Linked DNA regions of Mus musculus: all the other regions are linked to region 2. Evidence: chromatin contacts called from public promoter capture Hi-C data. All regions are on one chromosome and are shown on one strand. The core of a region is the stretch at or near the end of the contact, and the rest is flanking DNA. Distances in the headings are between cores, read along the strand shown.

Region 1 (3,173 bases), core at 570-3,069, 1.5 Mb after region 2:
GACTGAAGTCTCATGGAGTCATTAAGGATGCACAACAAGGTGGTCTCTTTGATTTTCTTAGAAAACATACAGAGGTTTGTAAGTAGGGAGACACTTGAGGATAAAGCGCAGGAACCTAAGTCTGAAAGATAAAAGCAAAGTCTTCCAACAAAGCCAACAGTTTCCACATAACATACCAAGAGGGGAAGGGGAGAACAGGGCAGACGAGAAACTGAAAGGTACTGGCCTCTGGGAGTATGAAATACCTTTCAAGACTTTCTGGTAAAATAGAAAGGCTCTGCATAATGGCACAGTAAACGCCAGGTACTCAGTAGTAACAAAACTGCATTTTAGCAAAGATAGCACGAAAATCATCTGAGCAACAAGAAATGGGAGATTAAATTGTAAAACAATTTCTACAGGTAAGGCAAATGAAAACAAAAACCAATCTGGTTGTTTTAAAATCCATTCAAGCACACCTGTTTCAGATGTCTTAGTACAGTATTTACTATGTCACTAAGTGTTGCTGTAGAAGCTGTTAAAATGTAGCAACATTCACGAATAACTTTAACCACTGGCAAACAAAAATCCAAAATGCCTAACCAAAGGACAGACAGTTGCTTTAGAAGCTTTTAAAATGTAGCAACATTTCCAAATAAAAAGATGCAAAACACCAAACCAAATGACGTTCAAAGATTCTCAGACACTTCAAAAGAACCAATCTGAATACAGTGGCATGTGCATCACCGCTGTAATGGGGGAGGGGGTCAAGAAAACGGGGAGTTATGACTGAGGACGAGCACAGCCGAGCAGGCCATGTTCTTGCTGGCAGGCAACCTCGCAATTACTTAGGCAAGCACTGTGGCCAAGGCACTTTCGAGCCAGTGAGAGTACCGGACTCCTAAAACGAGAGGTTGACCGCAGTTCGGAAGATCGAGAAGGTAGGCAATGGCCTTCGTTGACCTCCACGGAAAACCGAGGCTCCTCCAACCCCCGCCTCCGCGCTTGGATGATCCAGACCAACCCTCCCCGACTGTGTGCGGCCTTCCCACGCACCCCGGGCGAGTGTCAACAGCTGGAGCAGCGGACGCGGGGAACCTCGCAGCCCGAGCAGACCTCCCCGAGATCCGAGACCGGGAAGAAAGACGACAGTGGCGCCCCGCCTCCCCACCCTCGCCCAGCCCCGCGCGGACTGCGGCCGGGAAGCGGGTTCCGCGCCCCTACCTTTTTCAGCGCAGGCACCAGCAGCCCCCGCCACTTGGGCGCGTTCTCCTCGCTGAAAAACTCGTAAGGCAGCTGCTGCGCCTGCATGGTGCCCGCGGGGCGCCTCGGGGCGGGCGGAGGGGCGGCGGCTCGCGGCGCGGAGAAGGGCCACAGCCCGTGCACGGCCCGGCCCCCTCGGGGCGCCGCGCGGCCCGGCTAGCGCTGGCGAGGAGTCTGGGGGGCGAGGCCCGCGGCCGGACACCCACCCGACACGCGCGCCGCTCGCCGAGAGCCAACGCAACCCGGCGGCGGCGGCGGCGGCATCCCGCACCACCGCCCCGGGGCAGGCCCCCCGCTCCGCCCCGGGCCGCCCTCCGCCGGGGCTGCGCTCCCCGGCACGGCCTGGCCCGCCGAGAGACGGCGCGTGGATGGACGCTCCGGCCGGTGGCGCCCGCTCGCCAGCGGGGAACTCAAGCGAGAGGCCCAGAACGGGACGAAGCGGGAGCAGGGGTCGGTGGGGAACGGGGAGGGCCCGAGGTCGCTGCCGGGGAATCCGGCCGCTTGGCCGTCGCCGCCGCTGCTGCTACCGCTGCCGCTGCCGCCGCCGGTGTAGCGCCGGAGCTTCCTACTAGCAAACTGAACCTGCTCGCAACTGAGCATGCGCCGCTGGCCCGGGCCGGTTCGCTCCGGGTTTTCCGGCTGCCCGCGGATGAGGAGGGGTGCGCGCCAGAGGCTGGGGAGGGCACTCGCAGAGGCGGGGCTGAAGGACCCTGAAGGCGAACCCGCGACCCGAGAACCTGGGTGTGGGGGCCTGCGAGCAGGCGAAGCGCCCCTTTTGTGTGGTCCCACAGCCCGGGAGCCCATCCAGCTCTAGGAGATCCTAGGCCCTGTGTTTCAGAAAAGGGGTGTGTGTACTTTGTTCCCAGCACGAAGATAAGGAGTGCCCCGAGCATGCACTGTATACTAAACAGATTGCACAAAAGATAGATCCCTCTCACAAAAACAAAACAAAACAAAACAAAAAAAAAAAAAAAACAAAAGGCCCGACTGCTCAGTGTTTGTCTAGTGGGAGGAGAGATTGCCTGTTTCCATCTGCCTTTCCATGCCATGAGGACGTAACGCATACGTGTAGTATTTATTGATCATGTGTCTATTCAAACCCACAAGCTTTTATTTATGGATTTAGTCCATCCTGCTTGGGATCTTTCATAGCTTCAACTGGATAATTAGCTTCTGGAAGGGAGGGATTTCCCCCCAGCCCTCACCTCGCCTTGGTACAGGACCCAGGATAGAGATATGAAAATCACAGAATGCTATAAAAGCAGTATCTATGAATTGTCCGTCCATCCTAAGGATGGACTTGCTTCCTGTAGTGGCACTGTGCAACGCTGTGGCACATGTGCTCTATCATTGAACGCTTTCTTAGTAAAACGTCTTAGTTTTCAGTTTTCATTTCATAGATGAGAAGACAGTTGGAAGAACCATGCTGTTTTGTAGTACAATAAACAAGATCTCACAGATGAAAAATGTTTGAAACCACCATCTTTTAGACTACCTCTTAGGATCTGAATGAAATCTACAAGCCTTTCCTTTTATAATACATGTACAGATTTGCATCTTAAAAAAAAAGAAGTCCCCCTCATTTTGAACGTGTTCAGTAATAGTTTGAAGTCCATCCATTAACCATCAGAGTAGTAAGACAACAGCAGACCTGCTGGTGGGAGGGCTCAGCCAGGAAAGAGCAGGTGCAGCCAAGACTGGGAACCCAAGTTCTGTCTTAGATACCCAAACGCTGGGAGCAGAAAAACTGACTCCCAGAAGTTCGTCTGATCTCTACACATGGCCAATGGCAGGTGCACCACACACAAGATAAATATAATTTTTTAAAGAGAAAGGCAGAGGAATTATAGCTTAGGAAGGACTTAGAAAAGGAATTTCAGAGAACAACTGATATATCAGTTATTTTCAACAACTGGTTTGTGTGGTCTTAA
Region 2 (3,119 bases), core at 610-3,109:
TTCCAGTTTGTGGAAAGGATGCTGGCTGAAAACCCGGAGCTTCCGACTGTCTGGCAGAAGGTCTGTGATGAGCAACTCCTTGAACGTGTCCAACGCCATGAGGCACTGCTGCTTGCTGCCCTTCTTTTTCACAAGGCTCATCAGGGTTTCTACAAACTGCAGAGTGTGGACAGCATCATCCTGGATTAGAAGGATCATGGCCGCCATCCTGTCAGCTAGTGTCCCTGATGACACGATGGCCTTCATCCAGGTGGAAGAGCCTCCCTTTTGATTGTTTGTCTTACTCTTGAATAAGCTGACTTCGTGCTCATACAGCTTCTGGGCCAGGGCTTTGTACTTGGACACGACATCTGGAGGCTGCAGCTCCAAGGAATACTCACCGCTGTACTCCATGTCGTACCACTTGCCTCCAGGCCTGAGTAACATTGTTTGTCTCTCTAGAAATTCAAACACATCGGGTTGTTTATCTTTCTTTGCTTTGGAGACGGGACAGCTCTCAGGACGCTGTTCTGGTACAGTCTTATTTTTCACCTTCTTTTCCGATGTCTTTTTTCCTTCTGTTGCTTTTTGTTTTTTATTCTCCACCTTCAGTAGTTTTGCTTCTTTTTTGCTGGTGTTTTCCTTTTTCTCTGGTTCATCTTCTTCAATCAAAGACTTTGAGTATTTGGCCAAATTCAGATTCTGAATAAATGACTCCAGTTCACCTTGTTGAAGGTCGTCAATGGTTCCCTTTTTGCCCCCATCCACCACTTCCTCATTTTCATCCAAAGTAGCCAGCATAAGGTAATCTTGCTGTAGAAACACATTAAAAAAAAAAAAAAAAGGCCGTATTACAAACCCAGAAATTCAGTAAGAACTTCATTTTTAAAAACCATCACATATGAATTATTACACTATTATCTGGCAAACTCACAGATATCCAACAGGAAAATGTGCCAAAGATAGGTACACAATAGGGAAAAGGCTTTTGAAGAACCTTCTTCAAGATATGAAAAGATTCTCAAGCTGACAGTCACAAAATCCAGTGAAAATCGCAATGATCTAGGCACTCGTAATGCATCAGGTGAGCAAGGTTAAAGGTTTATCTGAGTGGGCAGGGGATGGCTCAGTGGGTCAAGTCTATGCCAAGGAGCCTGGTGATTTAGGTCCGATCCTCGGAAGTCACATAAAAGAGAGAATCGATTCCAAAGTTGTCCTCTGACTTCCACACGAGTGTACCAACAAACATACAACACTCCTTCCAATAATAGAAAGTACTTTATGAGGTAGTGTAGGGAGGAAGAGGCACTTTCATAAAAGGCTAATGTAAACTGGCAGGTTCTTTTAGCGACTTCAATCCAACCTTTTAACCTAGCAGATGTAGATTACACATACGGTCGTGTTCAAAACATTTGCCCACGTGGTTAGAATCCGATCGCCTACATTTTAACGAGGCATAAACCCAGGAGAAAACATGCAAGCCGAACTGTTTTTTTTCCCACTGAAGCGCGGTAACAGTAAATGCGTGGGAAGCTCTCAGAGCAGGTCGGAGGCTGGGCTGCGGGTCCCACCTTCCCGGCAGCCGTGAGCATCCCCTTCCCCAGAGCCTGCGGCCCTTACCTTTGTGCCTCCGAGGCGTAACACCTCCTCCAGGGAGAAGCCATTCTTGCCCTCATCGCCATCCTCCTCGTCTTCCTCATCCGGATCTTCTGTCACCTGTTTGGGACGCCAGGGCTGCTTGGCAAGGAACGCCACAGGTTCCTGGTCGGCCGACATGGCGGGCTGGACACGCGAGTGCAGCCCGGAGCTTACTTCCGCTTTACGGTGACGCACTTCCTATTGCGAGGGCGATTCAGGAAATACCGTTTAAACCCCGCCTCCGGGGCGGAGCCTGGCCTCGGGGTGTAGGAATGAATGCTTTGGTGAGACGCTGCGTGGCCCGCGCGGGTGAGAGTCCCCTTGCAGGATCCTGTTTCCATGGAAACCGTATGGCGCGGCTCCTTGGTCCCTCCGTTGCTCACCTGGGGCTGGAGCAGGAAGCTGGTCCACAGAGAGGCTTAGCTGTGTGGAGGGGCTTGTAGTCATGGGTTCGGTGCATGCCTTGCCTCCATCGGGTCCTGACGTTGGGGCGAAGTTAGTGATGAACGAGGCATCCTTACAAGCTTTAGGCTGCTTGCTGCGCGTGTAAATGAAATGGAGATATCTAATGCGGGCGGTGCTTAATCGTGCTTTTCAGGCCTTCCCTGTATTTGGAGAGGGAAATGCTACAGCTCCGGGAATGAGCCGGCAGAAAGCAACCAGGTGACACCGATGCTGCGGCATCTTATGTACAAAATAAAGTCTACAGGTCCCATCACTGTGGCCGAGTACATGAAGGAGGTTTTGACTAACCCAGCCAAGGTAAACGTAGGGGGAGCGTGAACCACCCAGTGTGTGTACACAGAGGAGCCCGAAGGCCTCTAGAGCCATCAGGTGTTGAGCCACCGCCGAAGTCCTTGGAATATAGTCTTATCTGTCATTTGCGTTAAAGGGCAGTGCCAAAAAAGAGGTCATGACAAATTCCTGCGGAGTTTAGGTGACAGAATGTAATTTAATTTTCCTGAGTTAAAGGAATGCTGATTTTCTAACCGGGGTTGTGGATTTCTGCTGTTTGTATAAGGGAAACGCTGTATGTATGAGGTTGACCTTGAACTTGCAGCATCTTCTTATTTACCCTCCTGAGTGCTGGGATTCTAGGTGGTCTTCACCTGCCTGGCTAAAAGAAAGCTTTGAGTCTTTCTTGAAGGTTAAGCATTATGGTAAAACTTGGGATATGAAGTTAAGACAAAGTCTTCTCCCCAGATAATTAAGCCTTGTAAGAAACGTAATTGTTGTCTTATTTAAAAAAAAAAAAAAGCACTGGATTTAGTTTTGGGTTGGGAGTCTTTGGAGAGAGAAGTCAGTGAAGACACTGTTTGAATAGACTGAATGGATGCCAGGGAGAACTAAAATGAGAAGAAAGTGAGACTTTGCATTGGTATGGAAGAGTGGGAGAGGGCAAGGAGTAGAGAGATGATCTTGTCTGCAGCCCTTCTACTTGAGTAATTGCTGTTTGGTGAGTTTTGCAAAATGACTACTACTATGTAAAATTTAGGTAAAGA
Region 3 (3,248 bases), core at 235-2,734, 1.1 Mb after region 2:
TCAAGACCGTTTAAAGGCCCCCAAAAGAGTCAAAACCGTTCGGATTGGTTTGTTTCCTTAAAGTCTCCATGGAACTGAAGTTGTGGGTTGCGCTGTCCACATTCCTCCAGCCTCCAGCTAAACGTTTCTGATAAAGGAGGACTCGAGGAATGTGTGACTGAATTCCCACAGCTCTGCATTCATTTCCTTCTGTGGGGGACAAACTTGAAGTACATTATGAATGAAGAACTCTCGTCATCTGAACGCCTTTTATTTGACAGCAGGGACAGACACACACACACACACTTAGATCACCGGCCCACTCATTTCTGTAACAAGAAAACTTATCTTGGCCATTGCCTGGCCTGAATGAACCCCATGCCCACAAAGCCTTTTCTATAGAAAGATATTAAACTAGCGAGGGCTAAACTACGGGGAGAGCACGAGGGCGCAATTTGTCATTGCATCGCGGTTCCCACGGAGACGAGGCCACGAGAGCCTTCCCGTTATGGTTGCCCAGCGTGAGGATGATGCGGGTCGGGGAGGCCGGGTCCCCAGCACAGCCTCGGAGCCGGAGTTGCTCAACTAACAAAGAGCGGATCCCGCCGAGGGCGCGCGGCGCAGCCTCCCGGAGCGGAAGCGACACCCGCCCGCCCCCGCCGCCCCCACCCCGCTACCCTCCCCAAGTTCAGGGCCCGGACTCCGGGAGGCCCGGCACCCCAAGCCCACCCAAAGCCGGCATTCGGGATTCGGGGATCGTGGGCAATAAAGGAAAGAATCAGTCCGAGTCGCCAGCTACGCGCTCGGCGTGCACGCAGCGGCAAAGGCGGCCAGGCCGAACCCCCGCCGCCGGGCCCTGCTGGAGGGACGCGGCGCGGCGCCGCGCTTTGTTACCGTGGACAGGGGCATGCTCCGAGGGCCACCGCCGCTGCCACCTTCGTCGCCGCCGCTCCCTCCCTCATCGCCGTCGCCTTCGTCGCCTTCTTCTCCACCTTCGCCTTCCTCGCCGTCGCCGCCGCCGCCGCTGCCTCCGTCTCCGTCGCCTCCGTCGCCGCCGCCGCTGTCGCTATCGCTCCCCGCCTGAGGCGTCGCTTCCTGGCGATTCTCGCTCTCCTCGGCCGAGTAGACGATCTCTCCCTCCTCGGTCTTGAGGCGCTTGGCCTGGCTCTCGAACTCCCGGTCCTCCTCGTACGTCTCCTCCTTGGGGGAGGAGGAGGAGGAGGAGGACATGGCGGCGGCGGTGGAGACGGCGCGGGAGACGGGCCTCAGATGTCGCTGATCGGTCCCCGCCGCGGGCTGCGCCTCCTCGGCGCGGGTCTGAGCTGGCCCGGCGTCCTCCGCGGCGCGCTCCAGGAGCCCGTGACTGAGAAGGGAGCGCGGGCTGAGGGGACGCTTCCCTTTATCTCTCAGCCAGCCTCCAGCCTCTCCCTCCGCCAGCTTCGCGGCTCCCAGCCCCGGGGGGGACGCGAAAGTAAGGATGGGGCCGGGCCGTGGCTTCCGGTCTTCCCTCCTCCCTGATCCGCTCCCCGCCGCTCAGGCGGAGCCTCCACCCCGCCTTGACTGCCGCCGGGCGGGATGGGATCCAGGGCCCGAGAGTTTCCGCCCCCTTGCCGAACTTCCGCCTCCTATTGGAAGAGCGAAAGTCGATCTGGCTTCCAATTGGCTGGAAGAACTGCTCGTCAGAATCCCAGCCTGGACTCTCGCTGGGCTCCGGTCGGGACCGTGCAACGCCCGCTGCGCGCGGTTCCGCAGCGGTTGCAGCCCCGTGGCGGTTAGCGCTGTTAGGCCCTGGCCGCCGCTGAGATACCGGGTGAATGTGAGGAGCCGGCGATGCGTTCGGCAGAGTCGGGGCTGTGGGTGTTAACCGCCTTCCCGCTAATTTGAATGCTTTTCTTCTTCATTTTAAAAAGATGAGGGAGACCTGGAGAATCTTTAAAAAGATGAGGGAAACCTGGAGAATCTCCGCGCACCTAACCACACACAGCCCCCGAAAGCGCGTGGACTCTGCGCCACTAACTAAACAGAACAACCGTTAGCTGTTACTGACTGTGGCGAGCCAGCGAGATGATGCACACAGGTCTGCGCAGGGCATAGGTGACCTGCAAACCGGACCTATTGCTGCAGACATACCTATCCAAGTCCCTGCTGCAGTTACATATTCTCAACCTTCCTCTAAAACCCCTATTCTCACTGTTCTGAATGATCGTCTTCATTTTCCAAAATAGGAAACTCTCACAATCCTGTTCGTTTCCAGCCCACAACTCACTTCCTCTGTGAAGCCTAAAGACTGTTTTAAGGTTTTTAGCTGTTTCTATTTGCAAAAGGCCTTTGAATAACTAAAGGTGTTGTTTTAAAACAAAACAAAACTGGACGTGCTTAAGGGCAGGTACTGTGTTCATTTTTATAATCTAGTTCCAGTACAGTTCACCCCAACCCAATCCACCCCCGAATGGATTTCAGTGACCAACTTACTGGGTTGAAATTATGGTGTCTAGCTAGCAAGAAACCCACCGCGCCCTAAGTGCCCTGTTACTTTAAGCCTTGGAAAACTAAGATTCGTTCTGCGCACTTGTTTTGAACCTCTTCCTTTCCCAGTTGTGGGTTGTTCCCTCCTCTAGCCTGTTTTTTTTCCCCCAAAGGCATTTCTTCCCCCAGAAAGATGTGTGATCGTTCTTTTAACATATGTTGCTTTCTCCTTTATACTTTGCGTCGCTTGTCATTTTAGAATCCTAAGGAATCTAAGCGTTTCTGCAAACTGTACCACTGTGTGTGAGAGAGAGAGAGAGGCCGCTTGCAGAACTGAAAATTAGAAATATGTCTTTAAAATTAAGATAAGACTGACGTGTACCGAAGAAATATCAAAGAAGGAATTGCAGAGCTGGGGACAGATAAGGAAACGTCCTGAGCGAGAGCAACTGCATCCGCAGTCAGAAAAACACTGCACCAGTTTTGCCCAAAAGTTTTTGTCTGAGTCAGATGCTCCATACAAATTGACAGTGCAAAAGTTTCTGTGCAAGAAAGTTCAGGTACAAAAGTTTTAAAAGCTAAGATCTAAAAGGCGTAGGTTTAGGGCTGGAGAGGTGGCTCAGCAGAGGCGGTGCAGCCCTCAGGGAAGCATAGGAGCTTCCCGGTGCTCTTCCTAGGGATCCGATGCTCTCCCTTCTGACACCTTCATAGTCACCATGTCACTGAGCAGTGTTCTGCAGGGACTGTCAAGATGGCCGCACCTGTCAAAATGGTGGCATCAGTTAAAACAAAGTGGGTGGGGG
Region 4 (3,428 bases), core at 368-2,867, 1.3 Mb after region 2:
AGAAGCCGGGTGATGGTGGCGCACACCTTTAATCCCAGCACTTGGAAGGCAGAGGCAGGCAGATTTCTGAGTTCGAGGCCAGCCTGGTCTACAGAGTGAGTTCCAGGACAGCCAGGGCTACACAGAGAAACCCTGTCTCGAATTTAAAAAAAAAAAAAAAAAGCTAGAATAGTTTAAATATCTTGTATCTAGTTGCAACTGATTTTTAAATTTTTTTAATTTTTTTTTTTTTTTTTTTTTTGTAGCAGGGCTGGCCTAGAACTCACTATGTAGACTAATTGATCCCAAACTCCCTGCCTACCTCTGCTTTCCACAAGCTTGGATTAAAGTCCTATGCACCACATGTGGCCCAAATGCAACTTAAATTTCTGATAATTTGGACAGAGTAGGGACATGTCCTTGTTTCAAAAGGGGAAGAAAACATAAGCCAAACAGGTTTGCAGTAAAGAATGAAACTTAAAATGCAACTGAACAGTTGTCACAAATCAGTTGTAGATTTTTATTCTGTAGTTTTAAAGGTCAAACATTTTCTCCCACACTCTTAATAACTTGGAATTTACATTAGCTCTTGTAGCTTTATAGAGGGTTTTAACTGATAAACTCTAACTTAATCCATGAAATCTCATTAATATGAAGTCAATCATTCAATAAATGAAGGTTTTGGGAAGGATTATTTGATATGGAATTTCAAGTAGTAATTTTAAAAAACCGATTCATATTTAATGTTTCTGCTGCTTGGCTTGACAATCTTTTTTTTTTTTTTTTTTTTTTTTTTGAGACAGGGTTTCTCTGTGTAGCTCAGGCTGTCCTGGAACTCACTTTATAGACCAGGCTGGCCTCGAACTCAGAAATTCGCCTGCCTCTGCCTCCCGAGTGCTGGGATTAAAGGCGTGCGCCACCACGCCCACCTCTGGCTTGACAATTTTATAGCTCAGTTTTTGTTCATCGCCCTTGGTGGGTTTTTTTGTTGTAGTTGTTGTCTTGGCGGGGGAGAGGGTTGTTTTTTTCTCTTTTCAGTATAGGCAGAATCTTAGCATTTACTGCCTTGCACCACTTTTCAGTATCACAGTCTCGAAGATTCTGCAGTATGTCAGAGCCCAGTCAGCTACGTGCCCAGAAATCTGAAGCAGAAACAACATAATCCAGTGCTGCTTGGGAGGCAGAGGCAGGCGAAGTCTACAGAGTGAGTTCCAGGACAGCTAGGGCTACACAGAGAAACCCTGTCTCGAAAAAAAAAAAAAAAAAAAAATCCAGTGCTGATCTTCCCAACTTCACCACTGTTCTTGAGATTTACTGAGAACACGTCCCCAAAGGTGCACGCATTTTAACCGGCTCCAAAACGAGCTAGACCAGAATTCATGCCATTCACCTCGGCTTTTAGAGCCTTAAGGTTTACCCAGAGAGCTTTGTGTTGAATTCAGGGCAAAATCGCATTTTCATACCCCACTTAAAAAGCTTTGAGGTACGAACATTTTCCTCTTACAAAGATTTCTTGAGACGTTCACGGTGGCCAGGAGAACTCAAGTTCCCTTGGACACAACCTGCAGTGCAAGAACGGAGGCAAAGGACTACAGGATGGAGGATTCTGGGGGAAGGAAATGACGTCAGGAGCAAAGCATGCTGGGCTCAGGCGGGCCGACTCAAGCCCGCTCGGCGGCGTGTGAGCTAAGTAGAAATATAGCCAGGGTCTCTGCGGCGTTTCCCTGAGTCGTGCAGAGTTCTGGGTATGGCGGCCTCTGGACAGGACCTGGTGTTGGAGCTCTAGAGCTTCGCTAACGGGTCCTCAGCGCTTTACGAGAAAATTGGCGCAAAGCCCGTGGAGAGTCATCTAGAAAGAGTAGGTGGGAATCCGAGAACTCCGCATCAGTTATGTCTGTCAGGGGTTTAGGGCGAAATCCTTTTATCTAAGGAAAGCGGAACGGAAGTGGCTGCTTCTTCTTTTTTCTAAAAAAGATTTCTTTATTGTATATGAGCACACCACTGCTTTCTTCAGACACACCAGAAGAGGACATCGGATTCCATTACCGATGGTTTTGAGCTACCATGTGGTTGCTGGGAATTGACCTCCCAGTCGGTGCTCTTAACCGCTGAGCCATCTCTCCAGCCCCGAAGAGTTTGAGTTATCTACGGGCCAGGTTCAAAGCCAGGTTGAAAGCGGTATCCGGAATTGGGAGCAGAGGGTGGGACTAGACATGCCACAGGAGTTTTAAGAATTGTACCTGTGGCCATTCACTATTACCATCAGTCTGAATTATAAATACCCCTTCCCAGATATACTAAACAAAACATTCTCAAGAATTCTCCAAAGATAGTATCAGTTTCTTATACCCCAGATGGGCGTTTTGCTTGTTCTTCTGAGATCTGAGACGGCACACTATGTTACCAGGCTGGTCTCAGCACTACTAGTAGGTAGGGACTGTAGGTGTGAGTTAAGACTGGCTCTATGTATCAGTGCTTACTTGCATTAAGAAACTCGTTATTTTCAGGCAAATTACAGACTGCCTACAGAATGGCGATCATTAAGACATTTGCTTGGGCTGGTGAGATGGCTCAGTGGGTAAGAGCACTGACTGCTATTCCAAAGGTTCAGAGTTCAAATCCCAGCAACCACATGGTGGCTCACAACCATCCGTAAAAAGATCTGACTCCCTCTTCTGGATTGTCTGAAGACAGCTACAGTGTACTTACATATAATAAATAAATGAATCTTTAAAAATATTTTTAAAAAAAGACATTTGCTTGTGTGGAATATCCATAGTGATTAACCCAAATTGATAATGGTTCTAGATCTGGGCAACTGGTAACCATGAGCGAATGGATGAAGAAAAGCCCCTTAGAATGGGAAGATTACGTTTATAAAGAAGTGAGAGTGATAGCCTGTGAGAAGGAGTATAAAGGATGGCTTCTAACCACAGATCCAGTCTCTGCCAAGTGAGTATGCAACTTAATTTTGTGAAATGACAATCCTATGTACTGGCCCCGGATATCCAAGCTGAGAAGGCAGATCAATCAAAGACTGGTCATTCACACATAATAATTGCTTTTGAGCCTAACTGCTGCTGTTTTAACTATGGGATGCTGTAGCAAACTAAACATAGTTATAGGAATAGAAAAGAGAAATTCTCCCCTCTTCTAATTCTCCTTCCAGAGGGTCTCCTGTAGCCAAGGTTGGCCTTATTTGGCTATATAGTTGAAGATGATATTAAACTTCTGATTCATCTACTTCTACTTCTGAATGCTAGGACACCACACCCAACTTTATTTATTTTTTTAAAATAAGTCTCATATAACTCAGACTGGCCTCAAATTCATTATGTAGCTGAGGATAAACACGAATCCCTGATCCTCTTATCTCCACCATATCCAATTGTCAGGACTTGTCTCAAAAGGTAAAAAAAAAAAAAAAAAAAGGACTGAAGGTACATAGA
Region 5 (3,387 bases), core at 364-2,863, 1.4 Mb after region 2:
AGTTTCTCCTAGGTGAGTGGGACCCCCCCTCCCCACAAGTGGCCAAACACCATAGAGAAACCAAACAAAAACACAAATAATGTCCTCTTTCAATTTAAAGTGTAAAACTTGCCAAGCAGTGGTGGCAGACACCTTTAGAGGCAGGTGGATCTGTGAGTTGGAAGCCAGCCTGGTCCACAGAGTGAGTTCCAAGCCAGCCAGGGCTACACAGAGAAACTGTCTTAGAAAACAAAAACAAACTAACAAACAACACCCCTCAATTATTTTAACTACTCTCTAACCCTAGATCCCCACTAGGCAAGACATCCTGAGCCCCAACCACGAGCTCTCCAAAGGACAGCAGTATATACATACACTCACAAAACCATAATGACATGAAATGATTAACATGTGACTGAAGGAATGGCACAAACTGAATTTTCAATAATCGCATTCTCCCACCCCCCTCCCCCCACCTTTATGTCTTTCCAGACAGGGTTTCTCTGTGTAAATAGCACTGGCTGCCCTGGAACTCGCTTTGTAGACCAGGTTGGCTTCAAACTTACAGAGATCCATCTGCCTCTGTTTCCAAAGGCGTGCACTACCACGCCCAGCTGCATATCGGGTTTTTGTCTTTTTGTTTTTTTTACGTAGGAAGAAAGGAAAACATCAAACATCTTACCACCCAAACCACCCAGCTGGGGTCAATTCATACATTGAGAAATGGCTGAGGAAAAAAAAAAGGCAAGAAGATTCTGTACTGACTTAAAACAAGTTGCCTCACACCAACCCAGAAAAGGTTACATTTTCAACTTGAGCTGTAATTTTCACGCAAAAATCTGAACCAAGATTTACCGATTATAGCGGCATCCGATATCACATTCCCCAGACGTTTTCTGTAGAATACAAATTAGGTTATCTAGTCCGCAGGGAGGAATCCCACTATCTATGTAGCCTGCTAAGATTTCATCTTTCTTTACCATAGACACTGGATCCAAGTTTGGCTCTAAAAGGATCCTTTGTTTCACACCCAAGTTTGGCTCCCACGTACAGCATCGTCAAGCTGAGGTGATGAAAACTGAACCCACACCGCTTGCCTCCCAGGCAAACCTCTGACCACTATACATTCCCCCAGCTCCATTCAGATACCTAGTCATGCAAGGTTCCTTTCTTCAACATCCATCTTCTCCAACCCTTTCCCCAAACAGCCCCTCGGGTCGCCACCGAGCCACAGACAGGAAATGGGGCTGGCGCCCCTCCTTTTCAACCTTGCTCGGAGCCGTGGGTGTGGACGACCTCGACTGCAGATCCCGGGGTTCCCCAGGATTCTGCAGGTCCAGGTTCACTGCCCCTGGGCTGACAGGCAGGACCATAGGGGCTGCATGGTCCTCGGATGTGATCACTAGAGAGGGGAGGCGGCAGGCGGGCCTGGCAACCCCGAACCCGCGCGGCCCCGCACATGCCACGTCAGGCCGTACCTGGCTCGTAGCGTTGCTGGCTGCGGAGCTCAGGAGGCGGCACCCAGGGTCGGGGTCCGGGCTGGGTTCAGCTTCCCTCTTGGACCTCACCCGCAGCAGCCGCCCCGCCCAGGTGTCTTCTGATTGGCTTCTTGCACTTTTGCTTCCGGGTGAGAGGTCGCCCGGTCGCCCCAGCAACCGAGGCCCGCTCTGTCCTAGAGCCCAGCTCCCTCCAGCCTGCCGAGCTGGCGAGCCTAGGGGAATCGCAGAGTCGCGAAAGCCTGTCCTTCACGTCTCCATCAAGTGAGTGCGCTTCCTCTCGGGAGCTGATGGACCCGGAGCCAGCCGCAGCATCCACTCTGGGGTGGAGGGGCACCGACAGCCCGGCGTCGGGGGATCCGGAGATACAGCGTGGGCCCCCGAGTCTGTGGGTTCGCTGTGCCTATCACTCCGGATTTGTTTCCTTTACGGTGCCAGATCAATGGCAGAGGTTCCTGCTAACTCACATAATCCAGAAATTTGAATGTGGAAACGTCACCCCCTTATTTAGAGAATATTAGTTTCTGTAATCGAACTCACACAGATAAGGTTTTACCTATGTAATACAGTGAAGTAAGCCTGTACAAATGGAAAAGAAATTAGCTTGATGTTTCTAGACTAATATGGCTGCTGATTTTGGTACAATGACAACTCAACATGGTTGAAAACACAAGTACAGTTTTCAAAAATTAAACGTGTGTTTAATATATATACATATTTAATATATTATATAATATATATTAACATATAATATATTAATATTATTTTAAATATAGGTATATGTTTATATGTGTATATATTTATATATGTGTATATATTTTTATATATGTATATATATCTATGTATATGTATAAAGAGCAATAATAGTATGTTATGCATCAGTAATAACAACAGCTTTTTCAGGTCCTGTAGTCATCTGAACAAAATTGTAGACGTCTAGCCTCGCCTTAAAAACAAACAAACAGAAAAACACCACCAAACAACTAGAAACAGCACAGGTCTGTGACCATTAGGGTACCAGCACAATATATATATGTATATAAGTATACACATATACATACATGTGTGTGTATTGTACATATATAATTATATGTATATTATATATATGTATGTATATTATAGACATATAATTAGCTTTTAAATCATCTGTAAAGAAGACATCCTGAGTAATATTGGAACCATCTTTGATAAAGCTACCAATTCATATCATGCAGCAGGTAGGAGATATTTTACACTCACATGATACAGTGCTGCCCCCACATTTGTAACACTAGAGGGCGAAAAAGGCATTTGAGACTTCTTTTTACTTTTTTCAGCAGAGGGCCAAATGCTGGTGTGACATAGCTCTGTAAAAGAAGTGCACTCTTTTAGATAGGAATTCCTTTCAGTAGTGTTCAAAGTATTACACTCTCACGAAACAACAAACAAACAAACAAAACCAAAAAAAAAAAAACCCTGAAAACCAAAAAGGGGAAACATTTCCCCGAGATAAAGCCGTACAAGACTATGCTCATCAAACGTGGAAATCTGAAGAGCGGTTGAGGACTGCTTCATTTCCTGTATGATCAGTTGTGTTTAGTAGTGTCCTGCTTAGTAGGCGTTTAATGATTCTGTCTCAAGAGCCATTCATTCCCTAGATAAGCATTTTCTGTTTGTACTCAATACCGAGTCAGGTGGTGGGAGGACATTTCATCGATCTATGGTCCCTATTTTAGTGTAGGTGACTAACTACACATAAGCATTGCTTTACTAAGACCCCTAGTCCTGGAACCAGAGGAGTTTAAGGATGAGAAGAAGTCAGACAGACTTTGCAGAGGGGCCATCTACAGAGTTGGACACTAGCCTGCATGGCCTACATAGGTTCATCCTTTTAGTCAAAAGTAAGAATGAGACATTGAGGTAGAATCTGTTT

Evidence for each region. Promoter capture Hi-C pulls out the DNA fragments that hold promoters and counts their contacts.
Region 1: a promoter capture Hi-C map of pre-B cells shows a contact between it and region 2, with 3 times the contacts expected there. The contact joins the promoter of Sos1 here to the promoter of Ndufaf7 in region 2. A contact is called at or near these places in 5 of 39 promoter capture datasets (3T3-L1-derived adipocytes, the C10 cell line, hippocampal neurons and 2 more) and 1 of 484 Hi-C or Micro-C datasets (B cells).
Region 3: a contact with region 2 is called in a promoter capture Hi-C map of neutrophils, with 4 times the contacts expected there. The contact joins the promoter of Hnrnpll here to the promoter of Ndufaf7 in region 2. A contact is called at or near these places in 7 of 39 promoter capture datasets (the 3T3-L1 cell line, cranial neural crest, frontonasal cranial neural crest and 4 more), 6 of 115 datasets of contacts at active chromatin or transcription factors (astrocytes, bone marrow-derived macrophages, embryonic forebrain and 3 more) and 3 of 9 other capture datasets (adipose tissue, embryonic stem cells and liver).
Region 4: a contact with region 2 is called in a promoter capture Hi-C map of pre-B cells, with 5 times the contacts expected there. The contact joins the promoter of Gemin6 here to the promoter of Ndufaf7 in region 2. A contact is called at or near these places in 8 of 39 promoter capture datasets (the 3T3-L1 cell line, the C10 cell line, the HPC-7 cell line and 4 more) and 1 of 115 datasets of contacts at active chromatin or transcription factors (embryonic forebrain).
Region 5: a promoter capture Hi-C map of pre-B cells shows a contact between it and region 2, with 3 times the contacts expected there. The contact joins the promoter of Morn2 here to the promoter of Ndufaf7 in region 2. A contact is called at or near these places in 7 of 39 promoter capture datasets (the 3T3-L1 cell line, the C10 cell line, the SN4741 cell line and 3 more), 1 of 484 Hi-C or Micro-C datasets (CD4 T cells), 2 of 115 datasets of contacts at active chromatin or transcription factors (astrocytes and stem cell-derived neural progenitor cells) and 2 of 9 other capture datasets (adipose tissue and liver).

The regions. Positions count from the first base shown.
Region 1 is chr17:80,478,634-80,481,806 of GRCm38.p6, forward strand. It overlaps Sos1 (SOS Ras/Rac guanine nucleotide exchange factor 1), which reads right to left and starts at 1,820. Exons shown (of 22, transcript NM_009231.2): 1 at 1,204-1,820. The coding sequence starts at 1,290.
Region 2 is chr17:78,935,276-78,938,394 of GRCm38.p6, forward strand. It overlaps Ndufaf7 (NADH:ubiquinone oxidoreductase complex assembly factor 7), which reads left to right and starts at 1,860. Exons shown (of 10, transcript NM_028611.3): 1 at 1,860-1,926; 2 at 2,216-2,379. The coding sequence starts at 1,890. It overlaps Cebpz (CCAAT/enhancer binding protein zeta), which reads right to left and starts at 1,795. Exons shown (of 16, transcript NM_001024806.2): 1 at 1,600-1,795; 2 at 1-792. The coding sequence starts at 1,755.
Region 3 is chr17:80,060,784-80,064,031 of GRCm38.p6, forward strand. Hnrnpll (heterogeneous nuclear ribonucleoprotein L-like) reads right to left here and starts at 1,485. Exons shown (of 13, transcript NM_144802.4): 1 at 874-1,485. The coding sequence starts at 1,209. 4933407O12Rik reads left to right here and starts at 1,439. Exons shown (of 2, transcript XM_006525248.3): 1 at 1,439-1,789; 2 at 1,890-2,679. The coding sequence starts at 1,457. The coding sequence ends at 2,015.
Region 4 is chr17:80,222,834-80,226,261 of GRCm38.p6, forward strand. It overlaps Gemin6 (gem nuclear organelle associated protein 6), which reads left to right and starts at 1,618. Exons shown (of 3, transcript NM_026053.4): 1 at 1,618-1,837; 2 at 2,788-2,931. The coding sequence starts at 2,807.
Region 5 is chr17:80,288,599-80,291,985 of GRCm38.p6, forward strand. It overlaps Morn2 (MORN repeat containing 2), which reads left to right and starts at 1,614. Exons shown (of 5, transcript NM_194269.2): 1 at 1,614-1,739. Dhx57 (DEAH (Asp-Glu-Ala-Asp/His) box polypeptide 57) reads right to left here and starts at 1,878. Exons shown (of 24, transcript NM_001163759.1): 1 at 1,458-1,878.